Regions from separate parts of the Pan troglodytes genome. Here all the other regions are linked to region 3. A link is a contact called in public HiChIP or PLAC-seq data. All regions are on one chromosome and are shown on one strand. Each heading gives the region's core, a stretch centred on a gene start, on an enhancer-like site or on the middle of the called end of the contact. The rest is flanking DNA. Distances are from core to core; before and after follow the strand shown.

Evidence for each region. HiChIP or PLAC-seq counts read pairs in DNA pulled down with a chosen protein or histone mark.
Region 1: a contact with region 3 is called in an H3K4me3 HiChIP or PLAC-seq map of stem cell-derived excitatory neurons, with 4 times the contacts expected there. The contact joins the promoter of BMP6 here to the promoter of TXNDC5 in region 3. A contact is called at or near these places in 2 of 7 Hi-C or Micro-C datasets (blood and stem cell-derived neural progenitor cells) and 1 of 1 datasets of contacts at active chromatin or transcription factors (stem cell-derived excitatory neurons).
Region 2: a contact with region 3 is called in an H3K4me3 HiChIP or PLAC-seq map of stem cell-derived excitatory neurons, with 2.5 times the contacts expected there. The contact joins the promoter of BLOC1S5 here to the promoter of TXNDC5 in region 3. A contact is called at or near these places in 2 of 7 Hi-C or Micro-C datasets (induced pluripotent stem cells and stem cell-derived neural progenitor cells) and 1 of 1 datasets of contacts at active chromatin or transcription factors (stem cell-derived excitatory neurons).

Annotation. Positions count from the first base shown.
Region 1 is chr5:13,676,287-13,680,941 of NHGRI_mPanTro3-v2.0_pri, forward strand. BMP6 (bone morphogenetic protein 6) reads left to right here and starts at 1,902. Exons shown (of 7, transcript XM_003950711.6): 1 at 1,902-3,420. The coding sequence starts at 2,760.
Region 2 is chr5:14,012,718-14,017,120 of NHGRI_mPanTro3-v2.0_pri, forward strand. BLOC1S5 (biogenesis of lysosomal organelles complex 1 subunit 5) reads right to left here and starts at 1,937. Exons shown (of 5, transcript XM_001166060.7): 1 at 1,737-1,937; 2 at 5-87. The coding sequence starts at 1,848.
Region 3 is chr5:13,859,195-13,863,690 of NHGRI_mPanTro3-v2.0_pri, forward strand. It overlaps TXNDC5 (thioredoxin domain containing 5), which reads right to left and starts at 2,211. Exons shown (of 10, transcript XM_016954874.4): 1 at 1,911-2,211. The coding sequence starts at 2,173.

The DNA of each region.
Region 1 (4,655 bases), core at 652-3,151, 180 kb before region 3:
CTGTGTTTTGACCATGTCCCATCCTATGAGGTCAGGTGTGGAATTTTCCATCTGAGGCATCATGTCAGCTCTCAGAAATCTTTAGATTTTGGAGCATTTTGGATGTCAGATTTTTGGGTTAGGGATGCTCAACCTCTACAATAGGTGGGTCACGCCTTGATTTTGTGTTTTAAATGACAGCCCCACCAAGGTGCCCTCATCCATGCTTGAAATGTTGAGTTTCCTGTGTCTTCCCCACTGCCCTCGTAGGTAGAAAGTCTTTTACTCTGCCTGCATCTCACCAGAAGTCTTATGAAGAAGGTGCAACTAGGTTTAAAAAAGGAGGCTCTTGGCAGGAAGCCTAGGTGTATTTGCTGAAATTTCAGATCTTCTGAGCAGAGCTCTTGGCTGCTGTGGGGCACTGCAATGAATTTATGTCCCTAACATGTTCCCTACAGAAAAAAGAAGTGACAGGGCTCTTGAATTCTAAGGGTCCTGGCATCCCAGACGAAGTATCGTATTATCTTTTCGGATGGAAGAAATCCCTGTAGAGATGGTTAAAGACTGGCATTCAGGGGTGCTAAGTTTTGTGCCCTGAAATTAATAGCTTTCAGATATTTGTAGAAATAAAGACTCTTCTAAATGACCACTTGTGTCTGGGCCAAGACAGAACTAGAAAGAAGGACTCAGTGGGTAGTTGGAGTCAGTGGTGTTCTCTATTTACCCATGAGAAATAGATTCTTGGAAATAGGATAGGAATGCTTATAAGATTTCGACCAACAGAAAGCCTATGATCTCATAAATTCATGAATCCCACAGTCTATAATCTATTTGACTTCACTCTCAAATGCCTAGGACCATTTGGACTAAGGCTGGCAGTCAGAAAATTGCAGTTTTTATTTTCAACTCCACACAATTTTCACCAAGTAAAAAACCTTCATGTTTTACGTGAATTTGCTTCTACCATCCATAGATGACTGGATGTTCTTGGGCGGGGTAAAGGCAAATGAATTTGCGTCCTCGTTGGCAAATGGTGTTGGTGGTGGTGTTATCTTGTCTAAAATCCACAGCAACCTGTGTTTCAGGACCCTGTCTATTGTCCTGACCATTCAGAATGCATGCCAAGCCCCTGCTCTTCCTGGAGTTATCTTTATCACCTCTCCTCAAGTTTTATCTTGCACCATATAAGTCACATTGTATTTCAATATTAAAATGCAACATTAATAGATAAGCTGGAGAATCAAGACATTTCCAAGAAGACAGGGGACGCTTTTTCTAATATATTGTCTGATTACACCCTCTTTCTTTAGCTTAAGAAGCCAAACCAAAGCACAAATGAACAGATAAGTCAACACATCCGACCCCAAACTCTCAGGACGCTGGCTTGGGTTACATGTGGCCCTCTCTGTGGTCAGTTTGTGAGTAGCCTCCCCGGAGGGTGTGTCCCAACTTCCAGCAGCTGCCGTGGAAAGCCACGTGTCCGCTAAACGCCTACATTACATCAATAAGAGAAACTAAGGAAGGGATGGAAAAGCTATCATTTTTCTTTTCTTCCTCAGTTCTGGCACTATAGTGATTTAATCGCTGTTATTATTTTTATTTAGTTAAAGCATCAACTTAGGCCGTTTAAATGATGGTAAAAGAGAAAGCTTCAGATCGGGGTATTGGTCAGATCATTCTTACTAGCGATGACCTCTTCGCCTTTGGCACCTCGCGGCTCTTTGCATGCCTCCAAGACTTCCCGGGTCTTGAAACCTACGCGCGGCGGAGGCGACGCCTCTCGGGAGAGGGAGGGTGAAAGAAGGGGCGGGGCTATTTAAATAGCCCGCGAGCTTCGCGTCCCCATTGGCTGCCAGCCTGTCGGTTACCGCGGGGCGGGGAGTCCCAGGGCTGGAGTGCGGTACCTGAGCCGGGCGCGCAGCAGAAAGCCCACGTTGGCCGCTGCGGGGAGCGCGGCGTGGAGAGGCGGGAGACCGAATTCCGGCGCCGCCGCCGCGGCCGCTGCTCGGTGCACTAGCCCCCTACCTTCCCATCCTTTCTGCCAGCGGGTTTGCTGGGCAGCCGGGCGACCGCCGAACGGAAAGCAAGATCCTCGCCGCCTCCGCTTGAGGAGGCGTGCGGCGCGCGGAGATTTTGAGTGGGAGCGACGGTGCTCGAGAGCTCAGGGGCGCGGAGTTCGTGAGCGAGAAGGAAGTTAAACCTCGCGGAACAGACTGGCATTTCGGGACGCCTTGTCGCCGCAGCCTGGGCCCTGCAACGGGGTAAACTTCATGGTGGCCCTGCGATCCGGGGAGGGGCGTGCGCCACGGTGATGCCGGGCATCTCCCGCAGCTCGTGAGCGGTCCCGCTCCCCGCTGCCCCGGGTCCCACTCAGTCGCCAGGGAGAGCGCGGGGCAGCGCACGTGTGCGGCCAGCGAGGCCCAGAGTGACCGCGCCGCGACTCGCAGGAGCCAGGGCCGCAGGCTGCAGCGCAGCCCGGACTCGGACGCACCTGGCCTGGACCGCGCGCCTCTAGAGATCTGCGCGAGGCTGTGAGGCTCCGCTTCCTCCCCTCCAAGCGGTTCTCCTGGTGATCGCCCCTTCGCCACCTCTCTAGCCTGGGCAACTGGGGGCGCCCCGGACGACCATGAGAGATAAGGACTGAGGGCCAGGAAGGGGAAGCGAGCCCGCCGAGAGGTGGCGGGGACTGCTCACGCCAAGGGCCACAGCGGCCGCGCTCCGGCCTCGCTCCGCCGCTCCACGCCTCGCGGGATCCGCGGGGGCAGCCCGGCCGGGCGGGGATGCCGGGGCTGGGGCGGAGGGCGCAGTGGCTGTGCTGGTGGTGGGGGCTGCTGTGCAGCTGCTGCGGGCCCCCGCCGCTGCGGCCGCCCTTGCCCGCTGCCGCGGCCGCCGCCGCCGGGGGGCAGCTGCTGGGGGACGGCGGGAGCCCCGGCCGCACGGAGCAGCCGCCGCCGTCGCCGCAGTCCTCCTCGGGCTTCCTGTACCGGCGACTCAAGACGCAGGAGAAGCGGGAGATGCAGAAAGAGATCTTGTCGGTGCTGGGGCTCCCGCACCGGCCCCGGCCCCTGCACGGCCTCCAACAGCCGCAGCCCCCGGCGCTCCGGCAGCAGGAGGAGCAGCAGCAGCAGCAGCTGCCTCGCGGAGAGCCCCCTCCCGGGCGACTGAAGTCCGCGCCCCTCTTCATGCTGGATCTGTACAACGCCCTGTCCGCCGACAACGACGAGGACGGGGCGTCGGAGGGGGAGAGGCAGCAGTCCTGGCCCCACGAAGCAGCCAGCTCGTCCCAGCGTCGGCAGCCGCCCCCGGGCGCCGCGCACCCGCTCAACCGCAAGAGCCTTCTGGCCCCCGGATCTGGCAGCGGCGGCGCGTCCCCACTGACCAGCGCGCAGGACAGCGCCTTCCTCAACGACGCGGACATGGTCATGAGCTTTGTGAACCTGGGTAAGGATTTGGGGTAACGTAATGACGAGAACATTTCCCCCTTTTCAGTGTCCCGGGCCCAGGGGATGGAGTGAGGGGGTGGAGGAGCTCCCGGCGCGCGGGTCCTGCCTGGTACGCCAGAGAACGCGGGGACAGGCAGGCTGTGCTCCCGCCACCTGCGCGGCGGTGGGGCGGCACATGCGCTCCCCCGCGCCGCGGGCAGGGCTGCGCGCCGAGGCCCCCAGAGGCGGCTGGCCGGTCGGGCCGCGGGGCTCCGGGAGCGCTGTCCCCAGCGGGCGTGTATTTGCGGACTCCCTGAGCACGTTCCGCGCTTTTTTTCACTTCTGCCCAGCTCTGGCCAGGTTAACTCAATTGCAGCAGAAGAGTCCAGCCCGAGTGTGGCCATCCTGGGAAGAGGGCTCTTCAGTACGATTTTTCCCTCTAAACTGCCTTCTTTTGCCCCTTAACTTGGAGTGCAGTTTTCCCACCGAGACTTTTAGGGAATCCGACAGCGGCTGGGAACTTTGAAAACTTGCCATGAGTCTGTTTAGAGGTATCCACGGCACTGGGGGAGGTTGCAGAGGGAAGTTCCGAAAGCACCGCGGAAGGCGCTCGGATCCCGGCCGGGCGGGGCTCGCTTCTGTTTGGGGCGGGATGAAAGCTCAACTGGGGTAATCCGTCCTGTGCCCCCGCTCACATGCCCTTGGCCATTGTCCCCAAAGGCTGAACCTTTGATCAATGCAGCCCAAGCTGCACGGGCAGAGAAAGGGTGCGGGGTAGGGGCCGGGGTTGGGCGCTGAGCTCCTCTGAACCGGTTGCCAGGCAACAGAATGGAAATTCAAGGGCGGCTAAATCGAGCTCCGCCACAAATGTTCTGTGGCAAACCCGGACCGAGTCACATCGCCCTTTCTCCCCCCTCCCACCCCCCTGAGTCTTCTCATCTGTAAATGAGAAGGGTGCAGAGAAGACTCTTTTCTTCGGAGTCAGTGCCTCCGGTTTGCACTGCTTTTCATTCATAAGCTCACTTAGTTTAGCGCAGACATAGCATGGAGGGACGCGCTGTCAGCGGACAGATCATGGGTGCACTGGCTACGCCCGGGATGGTTGCAGCTGCGCGGCGGGGTGGGTCTTCGCGGGCCTCCTTCCCATGTGAGACGGTGGTTGTGCCCAGGCCCTAAAGTGGGTGAGCAGACACTCGCCAAAGGAGCACACGGGTCTCCCAGCCACGTCAAAGACGCTCGTCTTTTAACGGCGTT
Region 2 (4,403 bases), core at 687-3,186, 150 kb after region 3:
TCACTTCAAATTCTTTTACAAAATAACGAGTTTCACCTTGAATAACTGGTCTGTGATCCAAAAGCCTTGAATGAATTTCTCCAAGATCTATAAAGATAAAATGAAATTCAGGGTTAATCCATGCTAAATGGCATAATCTCTAGCTTGTTTTACTCTCTCCCTTCCCCACCAAGAGATGAAGGTTAAAATCCAGTTTAGACTATGGACTAAGAGGAAATCTCATCCACTGCCAGTGGATGTGTACACTGATACAACTACTTTTGAGAACAATCTTTCAGTATTCAATAAAGTTGCAGACACGTATACCTAGCATTTTCATGCCTAGGTATGTACCCTAGAAAACTCTTGCACAAATGAGTAAGGCCATTTATACATATTTATTACAGCATAGGTGTAATATCAAAAGAAAAAATGCAAAACACCTTAACCATACTCATACAATGGAATTCTATCAATCACCAAGTAAAAATAAATACATCAGTTACATTTATCAACATAAATATAAAAAATAATACGTATTTTATAATAAATATAATAAAAAAGCAAGTTTCAGAAGGATTAAAGCAATTTACATAAAACTTTAAAATATTCAAAATATTTCCTTTTGGGATATAGACAGAAGCAACAAAACTATAAAGACATGCACAATAATAATAAACACCAAATTCTGGATAGTGGCTACCTTGAGAGGAGGGAGGGGAACTAGTGCAATTAGAGCAAGACACAGTGGGGCTTTTAGTAATTTCTTTATTAAGGTGGGTGGTGAATGTTCATTGTAAGTCTCTTTTTCATAAGTCTGAAAAAGTCATTAAGAAAAGGTCTGAATTTAAGTCTTTTGGTGAGTCAGTTTATTATTCTTCTTAGTTACAACTACGTAGTTTAAAATGTAAGTCTCAAAATTCCTTGAGAAATGAAATCTAAGACAATGTATTATTCATATTCATTCACTGGCAATGTTCCCCAAATTTTTCATTTTTGCAGACATACGATGGGCAGGTTTCAATTCTCTATTTTAATGAATTTTATTAGGACATATCTTCTTAAGCATGTCAAGTAGAAAAAATAAGAATACAAGCACTGTATATAAGCACTTTATATCTAGTATATATAAAGCACTACAACTCAACTGTCAAAGACTTTCACGCAGCAAACAGCGTTGTGAGCTTTAGGAGTCAAACCTAAAGCAGATTCTGTGAGAATCTAGGTTGTAACCTTCTCCCAGCTCAAAGCACACAGAACACATGGACATTTCTGAACGTGAATGGTTCTTTAAGGTGCTATAGAGCGCTTTCGTAAGTGTATCTCACTTACTCCTCGCACGACCAGGAACAGATCGGGTAGGAGAGTGAGTAAAGCCAGTGACCCGAAGTCACTCAACTCCTAAGCGACTGCCTCCCGCCTCCCAGGTCCAATGCCCTTTCCACTACACGTCGGTGGCGAGGCTGCCCAAAGGCTCTGCGCCCAGGGGTCCTGAGCTTGCGGAATGGACGGGGGCGGGCCTGATGGCTCAGGCTGCGACAGAGGAAAGCGGGGAAACACGAGGAGTTGGGCTGGTTGGTTGTGGTGGGACGCATTTGGCGCGGGGAAAAAGGCGGGGACCGACCACGACTCCCCCACCCGCACAAACGCACGCGCGCCAGCCCGGGAGCCGGGGGTCGGCCCGGGTCAGAGGGCGCCGCCTGGGAGATGAGGCTGTGCTGGGATCCACCAGGAACTATAGCCCTGACACTCCGTACCCTTGATAATGAGGTGCGCTGAGCCCGCAGTCCCCAGGGAGTCCCTCTTCTTGCTGCCACCGCCCGGGGCGGCCTCACAACCCACAGGGGTCTCTGTCCCTCCGCCACTCATCCCGACCAGTTCCGCCCACCCGCGGCCACGCTGCGCCTGCGCAAACCCGGCCGCCCTCTTACAAGGCACGCCCGGGTTTTGTTTTGTTTTTTGCGTCATTACAGGGCGCCGGAGAAATTTAATCTACCCAGCGGGCGGTTCCGGAAAGGCGCCTGCCGTGTAGTCAGGGTGTGAACTGGCAGAAGCTCTTGCCGCCATGCTGGATCAGGGCGGATGCTGCTAGAATAGGAAAGTGCTTGAACTTTGGAGCTAAACTCAGAGCCCTGGTTATTTGGCTCAAGGCTGGTGCATTCCAGTACAGTTGTCCTCCCATATCTGCTGAGAATACATTCCAAGACCCCCCAGTAGATTCCTGAAACTGCATATAGTACTGAACCATGTATATACTGTTTTTTCCTGTATATACATATGATAAAGTTTAATTTATAAATTAGGCACAGTAAGAGATGAACAATTAGAACAATTTAATAAAAGTTATGTGAATGTAGTCTCTCTCCCAAAATATCTTATTGTACCGTCCTGCAGGTAATGAAACCACAGAAAGTGAAACCTCAGATAAATGGGGACTACTGTATAGCAAAGCCAATTAGCTGGGGGCTGTTTCCCTACTATGCCATGAGTGTGGCAGACTTCCTGCCTTTCTTTTTAGACACCTGTTTCCTAGAATGCTTCTCTTGCTCCCTCTTTCTGTTCAAGTCAGTAAACTTACGTTGTATAATAAAGAATTTGACTGGACTTTGACTCTGGTTCCTGGGAGGTACCCTCAATCCTTGGAATTTCCCAAGTGATAGAAGTGTCTTTGTTATTCATGGTGGGCCTCTGGAAATACACCTGAGTTTATGCTAATGAGATGGCTCATGGAGGGCCCAAGATGATTTCAGAATGGAGGCTGGCCACACCAGAAGGGCCGGCCAACCATGAGGGCTTAGGCTTTGAGCCACATAAGCAGGCCCACCTCTGGGGAGCAGATTGGGGCTGGAGACTGAATTCAGCCATGTGGCCAGTGATTTAACCAGCTATGCCTACATAATGGAACCCCAGTGAGTACTCTGGATGTGGAAGCTCAGGTGAGCTTACTGGTCGATAATCATTCATCAAAGTGTCAGGAGGGGGAAGCGTTCCTGAGGACACGTAAGCTTCTATTTGGGAAATCTCCCACATCTCGCCCTATACATCTCTTCATTTGGCTGGTCCTGATATGTGTCCTTTATAATAAAACTGTAATAGCAAGGAAAGCACTTTCTTGAGTTCTATGAGTCATTCTGTGAAACCTGAGGGAGTAAAGCGAATAGCAATGAAACATCATGTGTAGAGAGAAGCTGCGTGGGTGAGAACTGAGGCACCCTAGCAGAGAGTGCTCAGGCCCTGGGCATATGACAGAGACAGCTGGTCAGAAGTGCAGGTGGCCTGGGAACCCCAAAGCTTGTGGCAGGTGTCTGAAGGGGCATCTTGAGGAGGACCATGCTTTGACCTCTGAAGTCTGTGCTAACTTCGGATAGCACTGCAGTTTAACAAACACTTACATGGCACTTGCTACATGCCAGGTAATACTGTAAGTGGTCTACAAATTTGCATTCATTTAATCCTCATGGCCGGCCTTTGAAGTAGTTATTATTATTGTCCTCATTTTACAGATGAGGAGGCTGAGGCACAGAGAGGTTAAATGACTGCCTGACTTGTATGTGGCAGAAACAACTGCCTCTGTGTCTCTGTGTATGTGTTTAAGCATAGGTGGTGGGTGAAGAGAGAGTGGGGAAGGGAGATTTGGAGAGAAGGGAGAGAGAAGCCATATTAACTTTAACAGGCCACATGGGCTTTTCATTTTTTCATTCAAAAACATTTAACAAATACGTTATTGAGCAGCTGCTATGTGCCCAGCATAGTGCTAGGAGCTAAGACACAGTGGTGAACAAGACTAATGCAGCCTTTTCCTTTCCTCATGCAGCCTGCAGGGGAGCCAACACTGAATAAGTACACAATTACTTTTCTGCAAGTCTGTTGCTTGTAGCCTGTGAATATGTGTTCTAGCCATTTGATTATACACTATTAAGTTGTATTGTTCTCTGGGATGGTGAGGTCCAGCATATGCCTCTGTTCTCTCTCCGCTTTTATATAAATCTTTACACTGCGGCTCAGACAGCTAGGAGACTGAGAAGCAACATTGGCAGTGCCATTTCGCCTGGCACATTCAGCTGCTATGAGTGTGTCCTTGGTCTTTGACCCATGAAATCTCCAGAGTTTTGAGGCTAAAATGGGACTCTTATCCTCTCCCTGAAGGTCTTGTATTGTTTCTTATTGTCTCTGGATTGATGAGACTTTTCCTGTATTTTTAAATGAAATTTTTATTGAGATATTTGTAGCTTCTCATGCAGTTGTAAGAAATAATAGAGTTTCCTTTTACACTTTGCCTAGTTTCCCCCAGTGGTAACATTTTGCAAATGCTAATGTTACAACCAGGATATTGACATTGATACAATCCACCAATGTTATTCAGATTTCACCAGTTTTCCTTGTATTCATTGTGTGTGTATATGTTTAAGTTTATGCAATTTTAT
Region 3 (4,496 bases), core at 961-3,460:
GGCCAGGAGTTTGAGACCAGCCCCGGCAACATAGCGAGACCCTGTTTCTACCAACTACAACAAAAACAACAACAACAAAATAAGCTGGGTGTGATGACCTGCGCCTGTAGTCACAGCTACTTCAGAGGCTGAGGCAGGAGAATCACTTGAGCCCAGGAGTTAGAGGCTACAGTGAGCTGCGGCTGCGTACCACTGGTTTCAGGCTGGGTAACAGAGCAAGATCCCATCTCTAAAATAAATAAATAATGAAGAAAGAAAAAAGAAAACCCATCGACAGATGTATTCCACTGAAATAGGCTCCAATTAAGTAGTACATTTAATTAAAATAGTTGCTGAGAATACTCCCGAACAGAGAGAAACTGTTAATACTGCCTGATTGTTTTATGTTACAAAGTAATTTCTAAACCATTGGAGTTCTAAAAATTCGAGTCAGTTGGTTCTTAGGAATGTGAAACATAATGTACTTCATATATACATTGTTAATAAACCCACAGTGGCCCAAAAAGTTGATTTAACTCCAAATGAACTGAAACGCAGTAATAACCTGAATACAGGGTTAAGAGAAAAACGTTTCTCCCAGTTTGAAAGGTACAATTTCTGAACTGGCCATTTTTCTTAGGGTACGTTTTCTCTATGCCTCCCTACATCCCTTTCCCAAGTGAGCCTCTACTGAGCTCTGGGGAAGAATACCAAGTTCTGCAACAAGAACCTGCAGGCTATTCCAACCTCTCAAAGGTCTTGTGTCCTAAAATTATGGCTTTCTGCTCTGGCCTGTGGTCACTTCCCTTCCTCGGGGCATCCCGGCACTGGCAGGAAAGCTGTGCACATGCTTGTGTGAATGACAGGAAGCTCTTCCGTGGGATGAGTGCCAGGGTAGGGGTCTCTCAGGTCAGCAGCGAGGCCCACACCAAAGCCTCGCCCAGAGAACCAAAGCAAGAGGGACCATCTGCTCAACGGAGGGGCTTTTCCGATCTCACACATAACAAGTGACCTGGACCCGAGAGAGCAGCGCAGCAGGGAGGTGACAGGACAGCCTGGAGTTGAGGACCAGTGGGCTCCGTTCAGAGAGTACATCCACCCTGAGCTGCAGGGGGGCGCAGGGGTTCCAGAATTCGCACTACCTTGGTCTTCCCGGGGTAGCTCAGCAACCCTCCTCTGCCTGGACCACTCCTTCCTATCCCACAAAACACGCACAAAGTGGGAAACCACACCTTCCTGGGTTCTATTTTTCAACTAAAGCCTCTGGAAGGGGACGTGCCCGCAGTCTAAGTGTCCCAGCCGACCCCGGTGGCCGCGGCAGCAGCAAGGCCGCTCTGGTGAGTGCACGTGGCCCACGGGCAGGCCGCGCGTCCGGCCGGCACAGGAAGTTTGGGGCGCTGGGCAGGGACCGCGGGGTGACATTTGGACTCCCGGCTGCCCGAAAGGGCGACGACCCCACCTTCCCCTCCCTCGGTGCCGAGGTGCAAGAGGCGGTTGAATTCAGGAGCGCGGCGCAGGGCGGGCTTTTCCCGGCTGTCCCCTCGGGGTCCGCCCCCTCCTCCCGCACCGCCCCGGCCGCCTAGCGCCACGTCAGCCGCGAGTGCCCGGCCCGCTGAGCTCACGCCCCCCGACCCGGAGCCCCAAGCCCTCGGTCCCCTGCAGTCCCCGGCTCCCGGCCCCGAGCCGCGGCGCCCGCGCCCCCCGCCCCCCCCCCCAGCCGGAGCCCCGAACCCGCAGGGTCCCCGCGCCCCCAGTACTACACCCCGCACCCCTGAGCCCCGAGCCCCGCGCCCGTAGCACGCACGCCGCTGACCAGAGCCGTCGGCGTCCACGTGGCCCCGGGCCCGGGACCCCCCGCCCGCGGCGCCCAAGCGCCCCACGCCCCCCGAAGCGCCAAGTGCGGGGCAGAGCGCCGGTCTGCGCGGCGTTACCAGGGCGCGAAGAACATGACGAAGTGCGCGGCGCTCTGGATCCCGTGCGTGAACATGTCGGCCGTGTACAGGTGCTTGCTGTGCGGGTCCTGTCCGTCCTCGCCGTCTGCCGCGGGGGGCCCGTCCGCCGCCGCCGCCGCCGCCTCCTGGGCCCGGGCGCCCCAGCGCCCGCCGCCGCCATGGCCCAGCAGCAGCAGCAGCAGCGCAGTCAGGGCCGACGGCCGGGCCAGCAGCGGGAGGAGGCGTCCTGGGCGCGCGGGCATCGCGGCGGGGCTGGGCGCGCTCTCGCCGCGGCCTCCGGTCCCCTCGCAGCGCCCGCCCCGCGCCCCGCCCCCGAGAGGCCGCGCCCCTTCCTCTCCCCGCCCGCCCGCGCCGGCGCGCGACCGCTACCCGCCCGAGGCCCGGCTCCGCGCCCCGGCAGGGAAGGGCTGGAGCGAGGGACCGAGTCTGGGAGAGCCTTCCGAGTCCGGCCTCCTGCCTTCCCGCCATGGGACGGCTCGCCCCAATCCCGCGAGGCTCCTGCGCCTCCGCAACCCAGGCCCGCACCCCTTTCCCCAGGGGCCCGCTCTGCTCAGAGCGGCGGTGAACACACGAAGTAACGATGAGGCCAGCGGGAAGCCACGGAGGGGCAGGTCAGCCTCGGCTAATCTCAGCTCACACAAGCACCCCGCGATTTCAGGCCAAAGGAAGGAGAGAGCTGCTGTCAGCAGAATATAGGAAATCGGGCAAAAGACGGTGGGGTTTGCACCTGAATTAGTTAGATTCTTGGCCAGAGCTCAACTGTGATTCTCGACCTGGGCTCAGAGGGGTGATGAAACCCGCTTCCCAAGTGAACCCCTTGCTGGTTACCCCTGCCCGGCCTTAACTCAGGGATGAAGAGGAGAGAAAGTCAAAGCGGCCTCTTCTAGACAAGACGGCACCTAGCAGGACTGACTGGGGTCCTACTGTGCCCTCATTTATCCCGGTTACTAAAATGAATGACAGCACGCCTGCTATGGCTGAACTCAGCCTGCGGAATGGCCCGAAGGCATCCCTGCCCGGCGACTCATAACTCGCACCTGCACACACACCTTACAGCAGATGGTAATCGAAAGCTCCAGCCCTGCCCCGGGGATCTGAAGCTAAATTAGAATCACCGGGTTGCTTTCCGGGATCCTGCCTGCTCTTTGATTATCCTCAGTCCAGGAAGCCCTAGGTAGTTAACTCCTGGCTTGGCAACAGGGGACGCGCCCACTGTCTCACCTGTCATTATTCTGCTCCCGCCTTAGGCCCAGCCACTTATGAACCTTTAACCATGGGTTGCCAAACACCAAAACCATCAATCTCCCTCCAAAGTCTGTTCTCCCAGCCACCTAAGCTTGAAACATGGGAGGCATCTTGCATTGCTCGCTCTTTTCCCGTGTGTCTCAAAATTCAACCGCATTTCCTGTAACCATGATTTCCTTCCAGCATTCTCAGTGTTCATACCCTGAACGGAGACTAAGCCTGGCCTATTGCAGTAGCTTTCTAAGAGTATCTTTCATTCACATGGCTGGAAAATTAATTTTCCTAAAGCCTGCCTTTGACCAAGACAGTTTGCTGCTTAAACTTGGACCAAAACACCACCACTGTCCCCATGGCCTTGGCCGATGGGGTGAAATAGTAATTCCTGGGGCAGCCATTCAAGGCCTTCCGTGATGTGGTTGCATCATGCTTTGTGTCCCTGTGAAACTCACTCAACACTAGAAATCCAGGGATTCTCTCCAATAACTGTTATTGCCAAACTCTAATCCCTGTGTTCTCCAACACCTCAAACCTCCCAAACCCTTCCACGGTGCTGTTGGGAAATTCCCGCAAGCATCGCCATACACTCTTACAGCATCAGTGTCTTTCGTTTTTAACTGAAACACAGTTCTAGGAGCTCTCTCAAGTGGTGGCTGCTCATTCTTTCACAGCTGGAGTCCCTCAGAGCCAGGAAGTAAAGCTGATGCCTTCCTGGTTCCCCATTGCTCCTTCCAAATCCTACAAAACCTTCAGTACTCCTTAAATTGATGCCACTGGGCATGGCACCCTCTGCCCTGCCAGTTCCTGTCATTCTTCCACATCACTCTTCCTGGTTCAGTGAAGACTTTGGTTCCCGGCTCACAGTGTTCCTGGCCACCCCTTTCCTGTCTTTCATTCCTGGCATCTTCAGCATCCAGGTGGATGCTCCATCTACCTTTCCCTCAGTAACTCACACCCAAAAGGGAGACCCTAGCACTTGTCATCACCAGCATCTGCACCATCTCCAAAATCTGAAGGCATCCACTCTGCCCAGCACCTCCTCGACTGTTTGCTCAAGAAACCCATTTCTGCAATGCTTCTTTCTCATCATGACCTCTGAGCTACCCACCCCACCATCTTCTACAATCCCCTCACAGCCCAACAGACTGCTATGTCTTCTCTTGCCTCTTGGCCAAGTTATAGCCCATGGAGTCTCACCCTTCACTTCCTGCCCTGCCACATTCTCCCCCCAGATGCTGGTGAGCTTTGTCTCTCTGGGTTCCCTGTGCCTTCAACCAGGTAGCCAGACTCTGCTGGAGAAAAATTGCACAGTCAAGCAGCATG